Linked DNA regions of Sus scrofa: region 2 is linked to region 1. The links are chromatin contacts, called in public Hi-C maps. All regions are on one chromosome and are shown on one strand. The core of a region is the stretch at or near the end of the contact, and the rest is flanking DNA. Distances in the headings are between cores, read along the strand shown. Region 1 holds the start of SLC35C2 (solute carrier family 35, member C2). Region 2 holds the start of ELMO2 (engulfment and cell motility protein 2).

Region 1 (7,111 bases), core at 1,476-3,975:
CTGAAGGGAGAAATGACATCCAGTTCTGTACTCTGGAACCGGCTTATCATGTCCCCTCCCCCAAGGCAAACTGGGAGCAGGCACCAAGCTTTGCCTGAAGGACACCCTAGGCTGGGGTTCTCTTCGGGGACGCTGGAGCCCTGTGGTGTTTGGGGCGGGGGGGGGGACTCTCCTAGCTTTCAGTGAGTGGGGACTCCAGGGGGAGAGACCACAAAACTAAGAATTGTTCTGCATCCTGCATAAGTTCAACATTCACACTGGCGAAAGATCTAATTATAATGTCCTGCATCCAGAACCCAACTCTATTTCCCCTGTTAACACAGAGCAAATTCTCCATGGTTCTACCAGGCATGCAAGTGTCTAAGAACACCACGTACACTCAGGGGAGGTTGAACTGTTTTTGATAAAACAGTACCACGAGTTCCCGGCTGGGGAAAACTACATCACGTACGGCCATGGTTTGCCAGCTGCCAGCACAACCGGGTTGCAGCTGCAGGCCTCTGCATGGTGGCTTTCACGCTCCCAGAGGTTCTATGAGAGGTGAAAGCACGGACGGTTTCACAGTTGCTTCTAGGACTGGGCTGCCCAGGAACTCACATACTGAAACGCATTTTATTTTACTATCAATTACTTTCCTTTTATTTCTCTTCTCTATTATGGCTAAGGCATCATCAATTTTTTTTTTAATTCTGTGTGTAGATCGTTTTTATTCACCATAAATTTCATCTGAGGATAATAAAGCGGGGGTTGTTAAGGAAATATCTGTCGTTAAAAAGAGGGTGCTGCTTCCAGTGGGCTGAGAACTGCTGTGCTAGGTGGTCTCAGGCGGTCCCCTTCCTTGAAATGCAAGCTCACATCTCCTTGAAGTGGCTCCCTCCCTCTGACCTCCCCATCGGCTCCAGAAGAATATGCACTGCCTCCTTATCCTTTCTGCTTCGATGTCTAGCATCAGGCACCTTGGACCAAACCTGTTCAGGACTGACTCCTGTTTCCCAGGACTCATCCACCCTCTGTCCAAATCTTCCCACTTCAGCCAGCAGCACCAACATCTGGTTGCTCCGGCCAGGATTTTTTTGGGGGTGTGTGTGTGGGGGGGATACATCCTTGGCATGTGGAAGTTCCTGGGCCAGGGATCAAAGATGAGCCACAGCAGTGACAACATGAGATCCTTAATTGCTAGGCCACCAGGGAACTCCCAGAAATCTTGTCCTCATCCTTGACTCCTCTCTTTTCCTTGGCCCACATTCAATCAGCAAATACTGCCTGCTCTATCTTAAAAAAAAAAAAAAAAAAAAAAAATCCCATACAGGGTCCCATCTCCTGACCGCCACCACTAGGCTCTGAATCACCATGGTCCCCCCCCCACCCCAAACACACACACACAACGCACTGGTCTCCTCTGTGGTTCTCTCTGCTGCCTGCACCTCCACATCAGACTCCTGCTCACACAGCTAGAGTGGAGCACATGGGCACCAAATCCACATCTAAGAGAACTCCAGGCCCGTGCACCTTCCTCTCTACAAACATTTCTCAGCTTTGGAATGACTGACACTTGGGGCCAGATCATCTTCTTTGGGGAGATGGCCTGTCCTGTGCATTGGAGGATGTTCCACTGCATCCCCAGGTCTCTCCACCCTTGATGCCTGGAGCATCCCTTCCGCCTCATCCCAAGTTGTGACAACCAACAATGTCTGCTAAATTTCACCTGGGGGACAAATCTGCTCCCTATTAAGTCTGACTGCTGACATCCCATGGGCAACCCCAGGGCATGCCGGCGCTAAGACTGCTGTCCCCTTCCAAGCTCCCAAGCTGGGGCAGTCTGCATCCTCCTGGGAATCGCCTTCTGGCGCCTTCTTGCTTTTGGTGCGGTTCCTGCTCCATCACTGCCATGCTGTCCCTCCACTGTTCAAATCCTACCCTTCCTTCCAGGAACCAGTCCAGGTCCCCTCACTGCAGGGAGTCCCCATGACGACGGGAGCCCCCAAGGAGCACCTTCTCAAAGTTAACAAGCCTTCTAATTGGTATCCCTACTTCCTCTTCGCCCTCTATGGTCTGGAGTTCACAGTTCAGCGGGAGGGATGGCTTCAGCACAGAAAACAGACCAGGCCCTCACTGGCCCAAGAGGAAGGCCTCCTACCCTCTGGCCTCTGCCCACATCTGCAACCTCATTCTTCCCTCCCCTCCTTTCTGCCACGCTGGCCCCTGGTCCAACACAAGCCTGTGTGCTTCCTTGCATGTGCTGTTCCCTCTGCCCAGTACACTCTTCCACCGACCTTTGCTTGGCTGAACCTCCAGGGGTGTGGGTAGGGGACCCTCCTAATCCTCGTGGCACCTCCCACTGCCTGACGTTTCCTCATTTGCCTACGTGATTACTGTTCATCTCCAACTCCCACCCCACGGCGGGATGCGGCCTCTCCAAGGGCAGGGCTGGCTCGGCGTGATGCCTGCCTGGGTCACGTCTCGGGTGCTCGGGAAATGCCGGGGGGTGGAGGGAGAGCGGAGCGCGCGCGGAGCCTCGGGCTCCTCCAAGACGGGGACACCGAGGCCCGGGAGGGGCAGGTCCCCGGTGGGCCCCAAGCTGTGGCACGCGTTGCCAGACTGGGACCCCGCTCCCAGTCCTGCCCGGGTCCCCCCTCCCACCGACCCCGGGAGCGCGCCGAAGGCCCGCCGCGCGCCCACTCACCTCGTAGCGGGCGCTTGGGATTCCTCCTCCCGGAAGTGCGAGGCCGAGCGCCGCCACCCGCCCGGGGAACTTCTGCCGGAAGCCGCCGAGGGCGGGGCGGGGCGGGGATGGGGGCGGGGCGGGGGCGGGGCCGAGGGCGCTCTGCGGAGACCCCGTGCAGCGCGCCCTCGCTCTGCTTCACGGGTTGCTCCCGGCGCCCCGCGCCGAGCAGGGTCTTGGGCTGTGGTTGTTTGTCTCCTGGGTTCCACCGGGGTCTCGGCCTGGAGCCCCGGTGCCTCCTGCAGACCCCTGCGCACCTCTGGCAGCCAGAAAACCGTCAGCTGCTTACAAATTAAGTATTTACTTTCTCCAAGCTAGTGCTGGGCAACCATGGAAACACTAAGCTCTCTCCTGGGCTTTTTCTTCTGGGAGCTCAAGCCAGCTGGGGAGTGATGTTAGGGGCTTTAAATATTAGGACTTAGAAGATCCATGAGAGGTAATAAATAATAAACATTAAACATTTTCTGAATGCCTGAACCTTTAAAGAATGATCTCAATTTCAGTGAGTCGGAGAGCATCCCAGACTGAGGAAATAAGGAGGCCAGAAGAAGACTGGAGCCTGGCTTGGAGCCCACTTGTTTATAAAAAAAACCATGGTTGGAAAAGTAACCAAGGGGCAGGTTGCAATGAGCCCAAAAATGCCAGTAGGGAGTTGGGATCCTCCTCATCTTGCAGGATGGATTAAAAGGCCGAGAGCATATGGAGAGAGGGAAACATTTGGAGGCTAGGGCAGGCTAGGGTTGCAGATTGAGGCCCAGTTTGGGACTTTTTGCCTCCTAGATCTGTAGCTCTAAGGCTGGCTGCAAACAGGAGTCCTTGCAATGGACTCAGCTGGGCTCCCTGGCCTCGCTGAACAGAAGGATGGAGGCCAGAGTGTCAAAGCAGTTCATTATGCAAGCCGCTGCTGCCCAGCCCCACCAGCTGGCATCACGCAGGCATTCGCTCATTCAGCACTTACCATCACCTACAATGGCACCCAGGCTCTGGGCTTTATTCAGCCCCCAAGGCTGCATGCACTTGCTGTGCCTTTTGAAAGTGCTGATTCTCAGCCTCTTCTCCCTCAGAGGCAGGATGCAGTATCTACATCACCGTCCTCATTCTAGCCTCCCAGCTACCAAGGCTGAGGTTTGGAGCTACGGCGTAAAACACCAGCTGGTAGGCTGGGCACCAAGCATCGGCAACACACAGGGTGAAGAACTTGCCTTTTCTGTAAGGCATGAGGACTGGAGCTGTTCCTGGCTGTGTCCCTGGCAGGAAGAAGAGGGAGGACATGTCCACGCGGGTGTAGAGTATGCCTTTTCCTGCTGTACCCGGCAGGCTTGAGCAGAAAGCACTTTGTCTTGGTGTGACAGTCTGTGGCATCATTAACCAGCAGGGGTGTGTGTGTGTACCCGCGTGCACGCAGGCATGAGCTTGGTGGGGGCAGAGTCCTTGAAGAGGAGGAAGGGACTCTTGGAAGGGACTCTTGACGGCTCCAGTTGGAGCTCGCTAACATCTCCCAGACACACTGCAATGAAGCCTTGTCAAGGTGAAAGCTCCCTTGGGCAGGGAGCAAGTACAGAGAAAGAGCTGTTAATAGGAACGAGTTTGTACATGAAAGAGTATTTATTGAAAACATGGTTACTGACAGGAAGCTCCCAGCCACTCAGGTTACAATCTTAGCCCACAACTGGAAGTGTTACCTTTTTGTTTTTTGGCCTCCCATTTTATTTTCCCTCCAACATTCCATCCTAGGATAGGTAGATCTTATATAAATATATATACACGTCTGTATAAGTATGGCCTATAGTAAAGAAAATATATAGTACCCTCTTCATTGGGCAGTACCCACCATGCCAGGCTACCAATACTGAATGCCCCTGTGTTTACACGTGGCCAAGGAGAGAGGCTGTGCGTGTGGTTTACAAGCGCTGCAGCACCAGGGAAGGCCCACTGGCACAGCTGTGGCCTTGCCTGGCCCCAGCCGGCTCCCTGAAATCAAAGCCAATGGGAGGAACCACAGCGCTGGGCCAGAGAGGAAGGACAGGCAAGCCTCCTGAGTCTGGAAGGCCAAAGGGAAGCAAACGGGAAGGCTGCCATTCAGGTTAGGGGGCGATTTCTCCCCGAAGAAGGAAAAGACAAAGGGGGGGACGTGGAATCTAGTGACCTCACCTCAGTCTGGGCCGAGGCCACATCTAGGCTTTCCCTGTAGAGTCCCTTGAGACTAAGAGGGTGGGACTTAGCCTGCTTGTCTCTGACTTGCCAGGATGAGCGACTGAGGCCTTGTAGGGAGAAATGTCCATCTGCCCACCCAACTGTGTGAGCAGGAGGATCCGGTGGCTCTGGAGACCAGAGATGTCAGAGCCAGACCTCGGCGGCGGCAGCAGCAGCAGCAGCAGCGGCAGCAGCATGATGGCCTTGGACGAGGCCAGGATGAGCCCTCACGAAGACGGCAAAAGCAGGGGCAAGGCATCTACTACGCAAAGGCCGAGGCCTCCACTTAGATCTGAGACACAGGCACGGGCTCCCAAAGGCAGCCTCCCCATGGCTCTCAACACGCTCAGCACATGTGTCCTCTGCAGGCAGCCTGTCCTGGGCCAGCTCTGGCCCACATGGAGAGCCAGCTGACTGGCGAGCGGGCTCAGTTAGAAAAGGTGAGTGGCTGTTCTTAACTCCAGCTCAAGAAGCAGTTTCTTGGCCTGGAAGGCAAGGGCGTGTGCTGTTCATTCCTCACGGCCCGATCCCAAGCTCCACGGTGACGGGGCGGGCAGAGCACCCGCCTTCACGACTCAGAGTGGACAGGGACCAAGAGGAAGCTCTGGGTGGTCCGAGGTGGGTTTGAGGAGTGACTGGCATTGACTGGCCACCACAGTCACTACAGATTCTGTACAAGCAAAAGACAAGGCACCAGACTGTGAATGTTTCTCCTGGGCCCCAAGTCCCTTGCTGGGTGCCGCTGACTCTGGCTCTGGCCTCAGCCGTAGTGATAGACGAAGTCATAGCTGCTGGGCTCCTTGGGCACCGGCGGAGGGGCCTCGGGGATCTGGATATTCTCCAGGTCCAGCAGCCGCAGCTTCATCTCCATGCTTAGCAGGGTGTCCAGGTCACTCTTGGTCAGCTCGCTGGACATGTCCTTCCCCAGAAGGGCACTGAGGCCATCGATCCAGATGCAGTACTGTGGGGAGCAAGTTGCAAAATGTCACCTGGTGGCCCCTGGTCAATGGGAGGTCCTGCCAAGGTCCCTTTCCTAAGAGGGCTCACGCCGTCTCTTGGGGCCTACTCGGTGCAGGCAAGGCTGATCTGGGATGACAGCAAAGATGAACTGGGAGGTGAGAGAGACCTTTCGGTTTTTCTAAGAGGTTTACATTTAAACTCCCTGAGACAATTTGAAATGGGATTTTAATTTTTTTAATTTAAAAAAACTTTTTTAGCCACATTCGCAGCAAGCAGAAGTTCCTAGGCCAGGGATCGAACCTGCACCGTATCATTGACCTGAGCCACAGCAGTAACGACGCTGGCTCCTTAACCCACTGAGCCACCAGGGAATTCCGAAGTGTGATTTTTAAAAAGGGAATGAATGCAAAATAAGAGCTACCAACAGGGATACCAAGTATCTGAAACTACCCGAGAAATTTGTAATAGTGGGCAGAAAATACATATTAGGTGAAAAAAGCAGGACACAAAAGAAATTACTGCAGTCTCAATTTTGTTTTCAAAAAAGTAAATGAAAACAAACAAAAAAAACCCCCAAAACCCAATAAAACTCAATAGATGTTAAAAATAAGTGCTAGAAAAGTTGAACTTGAGGGTCTCATGATAAGAGGAAATAACAGAATTCTCATCCTTAACCCATCCTTCCCCGCTCCTCTTCCCATCCTTCCTGCTCCTCCTGTCCATCCTTCCCCATTCCTCTTGTCCATCCTTCCTACCTCCTGTCTATCCTTCCCCGCTCCTCTTGCCCATCCTTCCCTGTGCTTTTGCTCACCTGTCTCCCACCTGCTAGTTCTTCATTTCTTCCCAATAAAACCCACTGGCAGCTCAGGCCCTAAGTGTCTTCTCTTCCAGAAGTCCCATCTCCAGTTCCCTCCAATGGCTCTCAGAGCTCACCAGACATGTATGCTCTCAACCAGTTACTTTTCATTATCTGTATCTTCCAGCGCTACAGATGAACCTCTAGGGCCCACATCAGGAAGACCAGACCCATCCGGCTTCAAAGCCTAGGTCAGACCCACCACAGCATGTGTCCAGGGGCCCCAGGAGGGAGCATCTGTCAAGCTCACTTGGGTGAGTGGCCACACAGAAACTGAAAAGAGAATTTTCCTAGCATCCGGCAAATAAATTATCCTCAGCTGACCCTGTCTTTCTAACAGCAACCTGCTGTTGCTGCTAAGAGTGACCGGGAGAGCCCAG
Region 2 (6,503 bases), core at 3,841-6,340, 43 kb after region 1:
ATTACAGTCTGAGAAGCAGAGTCTAGACCGGTGGTTCGCAGCTCTGGTGGTGCCTTGTCGATGCCCACTCCAGGGCGCCGCAAGCCTGTCTGGTGATTCTAACAAGTGGCCGGGGCTGGGAGCTGTTAGCTGAGGGCAGGGACCCAGCAAGTCTGCAGCTACTCCCGGGTCTCCTGCGCTGGCGGCACAGTGCCAGGCGCACCGGCCTGACTGCCTTTAAAAGAGAATAAAAACTCTTAATGACGGAGGACTAGCCATTGCCTAGAGCTCTGCAGGTCCCTGACCATAGTCATCGAGAGGGATGTAGAGGGCTCAGTGTTTCCAGACCGCTTGCCTCAGTTTTTGGAAATGAAACAGAAACTGAAGTAGTAAATACAGATGAATGAGAAGAAACTGTCTGCCTTCATGGGGCTGCCATGGTTGCAGCGGGGAGGGAGGGAGGGAGCGTGCTGAGCTGAGAGGCCCTGCGTTAGGACTGAAATCCCAGGCTGGTGACCCGACGCCTTCAATACCAACCACAACAACACAGCACTGTTCTTGCTGGAAAGTCAGGCCAAGCCTCTTGTTTTATAATAAGCGAAAGGAGGTCCAGGGAAGCTGGCCAGGCTACACCACCAGTCAGGCACAAAAGAAGGCGTAACCCCCCTCTTCTGGGTCAGCCCTCCCCCTGCAGCACAGGAAACCTGACTGCCCAGCTCTGCCCCCAGCACGAGCCTCTCTGACCTTAGGTCCTGATCTACATGAGGAGATTGGACTAGACGTTTGTGAAGCTCTTCCAACCTTGACCTTCTAGCGAGGCAGAGTAACAATGAGGTTAGGAGCTTGTGTTCTGCTGGGGGACAGGCCTGGATTTGGCTCCAGCTCTACGAATTTCCATTTCCTTATCTACAAAAGAGGGCTCGAATCAATATCACTCTATAAAGTTACTGTGAACACATGGGGTGGGATAATATACGTAAATCTTTTAACTTAATACCTGACACAGAGGAAGCAGCATTCCAACAGTGTGAACTTGAAGAAGTTGCAAAAACACTGTAGCCCTGTTTCCCCGGCATAAAAAAGCCCAATTTGCCAGGTTTTAGTATTCTGATGACAAAATGAGAGAATACCTGTGAAGGTAATTGGGGAAGAAAATCAACATACAATTATTATTATTATTACTTTTCTCCTAGAAGAAGCTTGGAGAGTTTCATAGTCAGTTCCAAAGCAGCGGCCGTACAATGCCTGGCACATAACAGGTGCTCAACAAATCTTTCCTAGTGACTCAGTTCAAACCAGTATGTCTGGATGCAACTAGAGATCATCATACTAAGTGAAGTAAATCAGAAATAGAAAGACAAAAAACATATGATATCACTTACATGTGGAATCTAAAATATAGCACAAATGAATCTATCTACAAAACAGAAACAGACCCCGAACAAGAAAAGACTTGCGGAGTTCCCGTCGTGGCGCAGTGGTCAATGAATCCGACTGGGAACCATGAGGTTGCGGGTTCGGTCCCTGCCCTTGCTCAGTGGGTTAATGATCTGGCGTTGCCATGAGCTGTGGTGTGGGGTGCAGACGCGGCTCAGGTCCCGTGTTGCTGTGGCTCTGGCGTAGGCCGGTGGCTACAGCTCTGATTCGACCCCTAGCCTGGGAACCTCCATATGCCTCGGGAGTGGCCCAAGAAATGGCAAAAAGACAAAAAAAAAAAAAAAAAAGACTTGCGGTTGCCAAAGGGGAGGCGGAAGGGAGAGGGATGGACTGGGACTTTGGGGGTAGCAGATGCAAACTAATTCAGTTAGAATGGGTACACAACATGGTCCTACTGTATAGCACAGGAAACCATATCCAACCTCCTGGAATAAACCATAATGGAAAGGAATATTTAAAAAAGGAAAAGAAAAAAAGAATGCATGTATGTGTATAACTAAGCCACTTTACTGTAGAAGAGACATTAGCACAACGTTGTAAATCAACTATGCTTTAACAAAAAAGAAAAAACAGTCTAATGGGTTTACAAACTCTGATGCTTAAGCAGCCAGACAGGTAAGTGAAAAAGCCAAGCAGCATCTATGTGGGAATTGCAGCAAGTTGCAAAGTGTCCCGTCCCCCCACCCACCCAGCACTTTGGAACACACCATGCAGCCTCTGCACACACTGCTTCCGGTTCTTCATTTTATCAGCCTGGTGCCCTGAACCTCATTTAACCTCATCACTTTGTGACCTGGTCTTGTCTTTCCAAGTACACAGTTAGCATTCAGAGGATGAGGGCCGGGAGTTACACTCCTCAGTCACCCTAAATGGCCTGGAACAGTGCTGGCCTCACTGTGGTGAGGATTTCACTCAACGAGCAATTGTTGCACAGAAAGGCCAGACTGTTAACTCAGGCCTTGTATGCCTAGCACCTTTGAGATGCTGCAGGCTGTGTATATTTTTCTACCCAGGACTAGAGTAGGGTTGGTACGGACTAGGCTGAGTTGGTGGGGACTGTGCTGAGCTATGGTGACTGCATCAAGAAACATTTGCCTTGCAGGTTTTTCCTTCCACTGCACCAAATACATATGTTCCTGAGCCCCTAGGCAGGTGGTACCAATGCATACAGACACACTGTCTCTGTATGGAACAAGACAGAATATTCAACATACTCGCAGGTGCCACTGTTTTCAAGAAGTTTAGCCCCATTTCTTGCACCACCAAAAGTTCCTGGCACCTCCTGGAGGCAGCAGAGGGTAACAGATGAATAGATGGGGGTCCTGGTCTTCAACTTGCCTCCTCCACTCACGAACTTTAGGAGGACCGCTGGCAGGCAGCGTAACGTTCAGAAGCTTCATGATGTACATCAGTAAAATGTAGACAACACTAATTACCTCAAAAGGCTTAAGGTGATTAAATGTCACCGGTATATAAAACTTCTAGCATTGCACACCCCCACATGTGGCTACTGAGCACTTGAAATATGGTTACCACAAGCTGAGATGGACTCTAAGAGTAAAACTCCTACCAGATTTCAAAGATTTAGTACACACACACAAATGTGGAATATCTCATTAGTATTTTTATATTGACTACATGTCAAAATAATATTATTTGGGAGTCTATTAGGTTAAGTAAAGTATATTACAAAAAGTAATTTCACCTGTTTTTTACTTTTTTAATGTGGCTACTAAAAAAAAAAAACCATTTTAAAATAACTAATTTTCTTTTCCTTTTTTTGTCTGCCCTAACACATATGGAGTTCCCAGGCTAGGGATGAGATCCTAGCCGCAGTTATGACCTGTGCTGCAGCAGCACGGGATCTTTAACCCACTGTGCCAGGCTGGGGATTGAACCCGTGTCCCAGCGTTCCAGGGACACCACCGATCCCATTGCACCACAGCAGGAACTCCTAATAATTTTTAAATTACACGTATTGATTGTATTTCTATTGGTCACCAATGGTCTAGCGCAGAGCCTAGCACGCTTTTTTTTTTTTTTTTTTTTTTTTTGCTTTTCAGGGCAGTATATGGAAGTTCCAGGCTAGGGGTCAAATTGGAGCTGTAACTGCTGGCCTATGCCACAACCACTGCAACGCAGGATCCGAGCTGAGTATACGAGCTGAGTATATGACCTACACCACAGCTCATGGCAACACTGGATCCTTAACCCACTGAACAAGGCCAGGGATCAAACCTGAATCCTCATGGATCCTAGCTGGACTCTTTATAACGGCTAAGCCACAAAGGGAACTCCCTGACACACTTTTTGTGTAGGACCTCAGGGACATGACTCACACGAACACCCTGTTCCTCCTGCCAAAGCCAAGTTTTCCATTCATTTATTTAAAACATATTTACAGTGCCTGGCCCTGTGCAAGATGCTGGAAATACAAGAAGCAAAAGCAGATACTACCTTTTTCCCTGTGAACCTTATTATCTGGTGGAAATAGACAAGCCTATTTTCAGCCATTCAAGGGTTGTGAAGGAGAAGTATACAGGGTGATGAAAGTGGGGAATTCATTTGGTGAGGGAGTCGGGCGCCAGGGATGCCTCCTGAGGAAGTGATACTTGAGTGGAGATTTGAAAGATAAAGAGGAATTTACTGGAGTAAGCCAGGCAGGGAAGATATGCCCCGGAGTAGGAAGACCAAGGGTGAAGACCCTGAGTAGGGCTGGGGCTTGGTATGTAGAAGGAACACGAAAAGGTGAGGAGAGTATTGAGCAAGAGGGGTTGGTAGACTGAGACCAGGGAGGAGAGGTCGGTGGGTTCCCCTCTCCAAGGCTTGGGAGAGGATCCGGGGCTGGCCCTGCAAGAGGTGGAAGAGGCGTAGTTGTAAGCAGCGGAGCGTCCGGATCCGAGCCCTCCGGCCAAGGGGCAAGGCCCTTGCGGATCGGCCAGAGGGCATGTGGGCAGATCTGGTTAAGACGCGGCATCGGTCCGGGTAAGAGGCGAAAGAGGGCTGAACTGACGAGCAAGCAGCGGAGATACAAGTAGACGGACTGGGGTCTACCGAGCCGGGCCGGATAGACCGGGCGGGGTGAAGAGCCTTGTCTATTGAAGGGGGTGGCGACATCGAGAGGATCTGGGCGTCTGGCGCCCGGGGCCACCCAGCCCCAAACACTCTCTGGGCGCCTATCAAGCCCCTTCCCATTCGGTCCCTCTCCCGTCTCCTCCCTCACCGTCTCGTCGCACTCCGCGTTCCACCCACCCACCCTCCTCCTCCCCTACCCCTCGACCCCTACCCGGTCCAGCCCCCGCCCCTCGAGGCCTGGCCTGCCCTCTTCCCCACCCGTAGACCCTTCCCTGTCGGGGACCCAGTGCCCCTCAGGTCCGGGGGACCTAGCTGGGCCGCGACCCCTCTGGGGCCTGTCGTACCGGCGCGGTGCAGCCCAGGCCCGCCCTCTCCAGCCCCTCGGTCCCCTGGGCAGAAGCAGGCCGCAGCTCTCCGCCCGCTTCCCGGCCCAGCCTCTCCTCCCTGCGTCCCTCAGGCCAGGCCCCGCTCCGAGGGCGGGAATGCCCGAGCCCCCGGCGCGCCCCTCACTCACCAGAACGCCAACCTAGGCCCAGCTCCCGCAACCGGGTCTCACCGCCGCCGCCGCTCCTCCAGCCTCCGCCCGCCCCACCTTCCCGGGACCCCGCCCCGCGCAGGCCGACCCGGGCTCCTATTGCTCCGCTTCGCCGTCACGCTGAACTCTCCTCCTTCAACTGGGTTGATTGCCTGTCACTCAAAGGAGGGCGGGCCCAGATGCTGAGGGGAAAAGCCGGCGATCCCCGCCCAGCTAGCGGAGGCCTCTTAAAGACATAGGCCTCCTCTGCCGCCCCAGGCTATGGGTTCTGGAGGAATGGGATTTCTCCTCAAATTCAAGAGGCATTACCAGCCCCCCACCCCACCCAAACTTTTCTTTTGGCACTGCCTGGGTTCCTTGTGATAAATCAGAGCTTTTGAGGGCTCAGCTGTCCTCTGGTGGCACTAAGCCCTGTGCCCGGCGGGCATGTAACGCACTCATCAGTGGGATAACTGTGGCTTGAAGAACTGAGTGGGAAGTGACAGTCATGTCAGAGGCTGTGAGCAGCCGCGGCTGCTCACCACCGAGTTGGAGCTAATTATACCGGCACCCAGGGCTGACCGTGGGCGCTGAGCAGAGGCAGAGGGGTACAGCTCAGCTGTACTGTTGGTAGGGACCCGTGGGAGGTGGTATTCGTCACTGCACCTGCAGATCGGAACAAGGCCAGGCACTGCGCCAGGGCCTCGCGCTCGCTCGTGCTATCTCCATTTACACTCACAGCAACTCTGATGTAGGTATTACGCTGATCCTCTGATGGCAGACTTAGTGATGGGCTGAGCAAGATGCCAGCCTGTGCCTGTTTGATTCTAAAGTTTATGCTTTAACCTTTTTTTGGTCTCACAGATCCTTACAACCACAATGGATGGTGGGTATTTTGTTGCCTCTTTTACCGACCCTCAGCTGGAGAGGCTAAATAAGGAAACTCTTACCCAGCAAAGAAACTAAATGACAGCTCCCATTTAGATGGTGCTTCTGTCAGGAAAGCATCAGAAAAGCAGTTTTACATATGTTGTTTCATTTGATCCTCAAAATATCTTCGAAGTGAAGATGATTCTTATTAGTCCTATTTTACTGGTGAATACAGTGATGCTCAGGGAGGGTGAGGTTTAGGAATAGATAACATTGCCACTGCCCTTGCAGAAGTCATCAGTTTATTTTCCATAAATGACCATTGGAAATACTTTTGGCCATACAACCTCTGTCAAAACTATTCAGCTGTGCTGTTATAGCCTGAAAGCAGCCACAGACTATATGTAAGCCAATGCGTGTGGCTGGATTCCAATGCAACTTTATTTACAAAAATAGGCAGTGGCCTGTGGCTATAATTTGTCCACTCTTAGTCTACAGGGCTGTGGATACAAAAGTGTTTAATAGACTTTTGCTTTGTGGGATTCTCACAGCAACCTTGTTATTATTCACACTTTGTTTTTCTTTGTACAGCCTCATCTGTGGCACATGGAAGCTCCTGGTCTAGGGG

Evidence for each region. Hi-C and Micro-C count contacts between places; a contact is called where the count stands out from the background.
Region 2: a contact with region 1 is called in a Hi-C map of retroperitoneal adipose tissue, with 2.2 times the contacts expected there. The contact joins the promoter of ELMO2 here to the promoter of SLC35C2 in region 1. A contact is called at or near these places in 3 of 5 promoter capture datasets (fetal skeletal muscle and liver), 21 of 47 Hi-C or Micro-C datasets (alveolar macrophages, blood, brain and 10 more) and 2 of 2 datasets of contacts at active chromatin or transcription factors (alveolar macrophages and skeletal muscle).

What each region holds. Positions count from the first base shown.
Region 1 is chr17:48,522,387-48,529,497 of Sscrofa11.1, forward strand. SLC35C2 (solute carrier family 35, member C2) reads right to left here and starts at 2,726. Exons shown (of 10, transcript NM_001185159.1): 1 at 2,684-2,726. It overlaps ELMO2 (engulfment and cell motility protein 2), which reads right to left. Exons shown (of 21, transcript XM_021078300.1): 21 at 4,313-5,876. The coding sequence ends at 5,676.
Region 2 is chr17:48,562,572-48,569,074 of Sscrofa11.1, forward strand. ELMO2 (engulfment and cell motility protein 2) reads right to left here and starts at 5,091. Exons shown (of 21, transcript XM_021078300.1): 1 at 5,006-5,091.